Regions from separate parts of the Mus musculus genome. Here region 1 is linked to region 2. Evidence: chromatin contacts called from public promoter capture Hi-C data. All regions are on one chromosome and are shown on one strand. The core of a region is the stretch at or near the end of the contact, and the rest is flanking DNA. Distances in the headings are between cores, read along the strand shown.

Region 1 (2,700 bases), core at 13-2,512, 1.1 Mb after region 2:
CTGTCTCAAAAAAAAAAAAAAATTGCCTTGGTCATGGTAGGATTTCACAGCAATGGAAACCCTAACTAAGACGCCGCCTATCGGTTCTTTCCATTCCTTCTCTGTAAAGATTCCTGAAGCTTGATTCCAAGGCTCAGCATTATCCTGGTCAGTGTGGGCCCTTCCACACCCATGGGCAGATCCACCTGATGCCAGATTCATGATGACCCATGTTCATCTTGTCCAGTGTCATCCCTAGCATATCTCACTCAGGCTATAGGGACAGCTCTCCACAGTAACTATGGTCACACACCAGAGAGCACTTAGGCAGACAGTACAAGAACCATCCTCCCAGGTAACATTTGTTCCCAATTTTACAAATGAGTCTGAGGAAAATTATTTTTCCCAATTACTATGATGAATGGCAGAGAAGAATCAATTTCTGGCTTAAAGTTCATTGGAGCCTACCATGCCATTTCCCTAATCCAAAAAGAGAGAGAGAAGAGAGAATAAGTCCATAATTTATTGAAGTATGAGAACAGAGACTGCCTTTTTCACAAACTAAATGAGAATAAAGCAAAGACACCAAACTAACCATCCTGTCCTCAGAGCTCACCAACCCCCCTAAACCTTCACAGATCCGATGGAGGCTCCTCCAGGGCAACCAGCTTTTTAATAAAAAGAATCCTGACCCTCCCAGGCAATGTGCTGGTCTTGGGTTTGCCTGGCAGGGACCAATTAAAGGACCGCCCATCCTATTAGCATCTGCAGTTTCTACACTAACCTTTCTCTTGCCTAGAATGGTTTGACTAAGCCTGAGAAATCTAAGCTCTAAGGAGTCTTAAAGAAAGGGCAGTATTTCTTTCTTTCTTTCTTTCTTTCTTTCTTTTTTTTTTTTTTTTTAATCTCCAGGGGTTTCTTTTTAATCTTTCTCCCCTGCCCCCCCTACCCCACATACACACAAACCAAACAAGTCTTCACACCACACCGAGGCAGCAGTGTACCAAGGACCCTGGCTAAGCCTGGGGGTACCTAGCTCCATGACTTGCTTCCCACAAATCATAAGGACTAAACCAGGGTGTGTCATGCCCCACGGATTGATCTAACTCCAGCTCCCAAGCCAGCCCCCTCCCAGACGCATCGGACTGCCTCACGTTGCACCTGAGACCGTCTTCGCCCCCAGGAACCCTTCTCCCTGCAGGGTCAGCCTAGCCCCATGCCCAGAAGAGGAGCCGCGCCCACCCGAGCCCTGGTGTTGTGGTCCTCCCTGCTGGGGCTGCACCCTGGCTGCTTATGGGCCGCTGCTGCCACCTGTCGGTTGCCTGTCTAGAGCAGCGCTCTCAAGGAGGCCCTGGCCCTGCAAGAAGACTTTACTTGTAGAAGCTTCCTGAAGAAGGAGACATCTTCCTGTCCTATCCAGGTCACTAGTGCTGCCCCTGCAAACTGGACTTGCAGATGTATGTGTTATGCCTAGCTTCTCCTGGGTTCCTTCCAGAGGCGTACCCCTCGCCCTTCTTAGCCCAGATCGATCCCTAAAGACCACACACCTGGCTCCCAGGTACCTCATAGCCACCAGGACCTACAAATCTGGGCAAGCTAGAAGCTAGCCCTTAGCTGAGACATCCTGGGGGCACAAAGAAATACAGGCAAAGGTCGTTTAAACCCAGATGCAAATGTCAGAATTCCCCAGAGCAGAAACCAAGAAGCTATTAATTAATAAACTAATTAATACTATCACAAGTTCCCCCAGGTATCCCCAACAGTAAGGCAGCTTGGAGACCCACAAGAGCAGTAGATCTAAATGACCTTTTTGACTCAAATACACGACTGTTCATCGTGTGTCTTATCTTCTGCGGTCTTCACAACAGCCTATAAAAAAATAAATATTAACCCTGCTTAATAGACAAGGAGCCAGACTTACGGAAATGCTAGGCACTGGAGGCTGTGCAACTGAAGTGGGCGGGGCCAGGAACAGAGCTTTACATATGCATGTTTATAACCCCAGTGCTGGGAAGGAGAGATAGGTGGCGCCGAGGCTCACACATATACACACACACCTGAGTCTATGGGGGAAAAAAAAAAAAAAAACAGACAGCAGCCTCTGCCCTTGGGATAAGAAAGATTTTCACCAACTTGCCCAGCAGCCTCTTTGGGTCTCCTACCTAGTTAAGCCTACTCTAAAGTCTGTATCCTAAAGACTGTGTAGCCACTAGAAGAAAAGAATACATGCAAACTGGAAGGGATGGTTTCGTTTCATTCTTAGTCACAGCTACTTTGGAATGGGGTGTGTGGCTAGTGAATCCTGCAGAGCTTCTCGGACCCTGGAAGTAAGTTAGACACTGGCTGCCTCCTTGGTTCCCATATTGACGTTCCAGGTTTCTAGCGCAGGCGCGCTGCTCTCTCTTTCTGTGGATGCAACGAAACCATAGGCTTCATGCCCTTGCGGCCGTGTTTTATCCACAAATTCCTTCTTCCTTACATTGCTCTCGTCTGGTGTTTAGTGAGAAAAGTGACCAGTACGCTGGCTTTCAGCAACCCCTGAAAAGTCAGCATCAAAAGTTATCAACTGAGTTTGAAAACTCAGGTATCAAAAGGAGCATGGATTCTGCCGCCGCGACCATACAGCGTCCTAAGCTGGTGAGTCATTTGCATAGAGTCATCTTAGGCCTTCGACTTTTCTGTGGGACTGTCTAAACATGTGACTCCTTAGCATCCAACACA
Region 2 (2,839 bases), core at 115-2,614:
CCAGGGTACATAGGAAAACAGTGGAGATTCAACCCTATCTTAATGTTTGAATGCCTTAAAAGCAAATGTGAAAAGTTCTAATGTTTCTGGTAGTTCTAATACTTCCCTACCATGCCTAAAGGAGACCCACGAATAGACCATATCCAAAGACTAATGAAGAGGGACAGAGGAGGCTACATCATGTTCAGGAAGTTTCCACTCCTTTAAATGCCTCCACAGATGGCCATATCTAAGGAAAACGTGCCATGTATCAGGGCTGTTCCACTGCTCAGTCCTCGTGGGGCTTGGAAGGGCACACCTCTTTGGGCCCCAGTTTCCACCTTTACATCAAACAGTGATTAATTGAATATTAAGGTCTCTGCTTCCAATCCTAATTTTCCAGAATTGTGTGGATCAATGGAAGGAGTTTCTTCTTTGTGGCTAAGTGGCATGGCCGCTTGCTGTATGCAGAACGTCCTCTGTGCTGCTGTCCGAGGAATTCTGTGGTGCCTTCTCCTTGGGGACTTGCGTTGGCCCTTCAATGCCCAGCTCCTGTGAGGTCTCCCTGTTGGTACTCCACAGCACCTGCTTAAGCTACAAGTGTTTGGAAGTCTCTACTCTGGAGTGGCCCCACGCGAACGGGACCCTGTTTTTATTCCTCTGTTACTCCTGAATCTCATATAGAAGCTGGCGGAGGCAGGGCAGAGGGACAGAAAGCACCAGCTGGATCGGAGAGAAAGAGGATGGAAAGGGGAGTAGGTTCCCTGGCTAGGGCCGAAGAAGATCACATTTCTCTTCCTCTCCCTTCTCCTGCTCCTCAGTGCAGAGGGCAGGGTGAGCTGGAACTCCCAGGGCACTCTTTATCATTTCCACTTTATCATTTCCATCTTAGATCTGCTCTGCCCAGGTCTTCCTTTGGGAAAGTTCAACAGCGAAACTAACCGCTGTGATTTTCAGACGTCTGTACACGGACCCTGGATGTCTTTCCGGAATCTATTTCTTCTTTAAAGACTTGATGTACCACTGGTAGTGCTTCAGCTAGCCCTTGGCCCTGATTCCTCAAAGGAGGGGATCGACAGGCTAATGTTGTGAATGCTAGACCAGAATAGGTTTGATGGACAGGGTGTTACTTAATGAGTGTAGGGGGGACACCGGCGAGCAGTCCAGAGCACAGGTTATCCTCTACTCAAAGCCAGAAACGGATGCTGTGTCTCAGCTCTCCTGGGTTCCTTCCCCAGGCCCCGCAGTGCAGAGATAGCACTGGGGCCCTGGGTGGGTGGGGCCTGTCCCAGGGGCGGGGTTCCCGGGCGCCTCGTGGCCAGGGTGACCCCGCCCCCTCCCTCCTGCGCGCGCGGCGCTCTGACTCCACGGAGCTGTCCAGCCTCAGTGCCGGAGCTGGTCGCCTCTCGCGCGCAGCGCCGACTGCCCGCCTCCCCGCCTGGTCCCCGCGCTGCGCTCCCGCCCTCCCGCCCCGCCTCGCCCTGCCCCGCCGCGGCCCGTCCACTGCTCCCCGCGGGCCCGAGCCGGCCGAGCGGCTGCCCGCCGGGGATCTGAACGGCGCGGCGGGGCCGGGAGCCGAGGGACCCGCAGAGGGGACCGGCGGCCCCGGACGGCTGCCGGAGGGGCGGCCGTGCGTGGATGCGGCGGGAGCTGGAAGCCTCGAGCAGCCGGCGCCTTCTCTGGCCCCGGGCGCCCTATGGCTTGAAGGTAAGAACTGGTTGGCTGGAGCCAAAAGCAGTCTGTGGCCTCTGCACCGGTCGAAGCGTCTAGAGATGACCGGCCGGGAACAGAAGTTTGTCCAGCCACTCTAGCGCCGCCTGTCCGGGAGCACCCTTTCCACTGAGTCTCCGTCGGGGAGATTGCGTTCCGGGCGTCGGAAACCTGAAGGATGGCCATCCCCAGTCCTTCTTTCTTAGCGTTCTTCGCGCTTTCCTGTCTGGGCGGGAGTCCTGATCCTGGCTAACAGTCGGTGTAGCTGTGGCTTCAGAGGGTAGGGCATTGTCCTCCTGGTATTCAAGACTAGGACCCCAGGCGCGCACTAGAGTTTCCCACCACCCAAAAGGAAGAAGGGTTGTTTTTGACTTTTCTGTTATTGGTGCAACCGGAGACTTTTGAAAGGGCTAAAGCCAAGGTTGATGGTGAAGCTGCTTCCGGGAGCGGTCTTCCATCCTTAGGCTTTCTGCTGTCCTTGGTGCTGAATCCCGTTCTCTGTCCGCTGCTCTGTCACCCAGTCCGAAAGAAAGCCGGGTATTTTAGACCCATTTTCCCCAGGGAGTGTAGGTGACAGTGGGGGCGGGAGACAGTGATAGAAGGGGACTGTCCATCTCTGGAATGGATCAAGAGCCTCACTAAGTCCATATGCGAAGAAGCTTCTCTAAGCGTCAAACAGAGCACTTCCCTTTTTCCTTTTTTTGCGGCGGGCAGCCTGTGAGGTCTCTCTTGAGGAGCAGAGTTAAGAGAGCCGGTTGCCACCTACACAACAGGCTTTGCCATGGACACAAGGAACAGCATTGCAGCTCCCTGGGGATAGGCCCTTGTTCTCAGCCACAGGGAAACTGCTTCAGCGAGTCATCTTTTTCCTCACTGGGTACCTCACTGGGTTCTTTTCTGGGGCTCCTGAGGTTGGATGAGGTGCAATCCAGTGTGTGCACTCCCTCTCTAGGTCCCTTTGCACACTCAACAATTTATGGATTCTGACTAGGCTGCAAACCTTTGAGGACAATCTTGATTCTCTCTTTGGGAACTAGATGTTCAGCGTTACCCCAAACCCTGCTTCAGATGCAAATACTGTGTTTATGCCTGACCCACCCGGCCGCATTAGAGCTACTTGAGAAAGCATTCTTTTCATCTTTCCTGTGTG

Evidence for each region. Promoter capture Hi-C pulls out the DNA fragments that hold promoters and counts their contacts.
Region 1: a promoter capture Hi-C map of hippocampal neurons shows a contact between it and region 2, with 4 times the contacts expected there. The contact joins the enhancer-like site here to the promoter of Drd2 in region 2. A contact is called at or near these places in 4 of 39 promoter capture datasets (the 3T3-L1 cell line, hippocampal neurons, liver and 1 more), 1 of 115 datasets of contacts at active chromatin or transcription factors (astrocytes) and 1 of 9 other capture datasets (embryonic stem cells).

Annotation. Positions count from the first base shown.
Region 1 is chr9:50,436,994-50,439,693 of GRCm38.p6, forward strand. No RefSeq gene overlaps it. Among named protein-coding and RNA genes, the nearest start is that of Gm38579, 46 kb to the left of the region's middle. Within about 2 kb of position 1,263, at least 42 of the 459 cell types and tissues checked have an H3K27ac peak or open chromatin away from gene starts, as enhancers often do. A contact at or near this core is called in hippocampal neurons, where this site is marked.
Region 2 is chr9:49,339,039-49,341,877 of GRCm38.p6, forward strand. Drd2 (dopamine receptor D2) reads left to right here and starts at 1,365. Exons shown (of 8, transcript NM_010077.3): 1 at 1,365-1,686.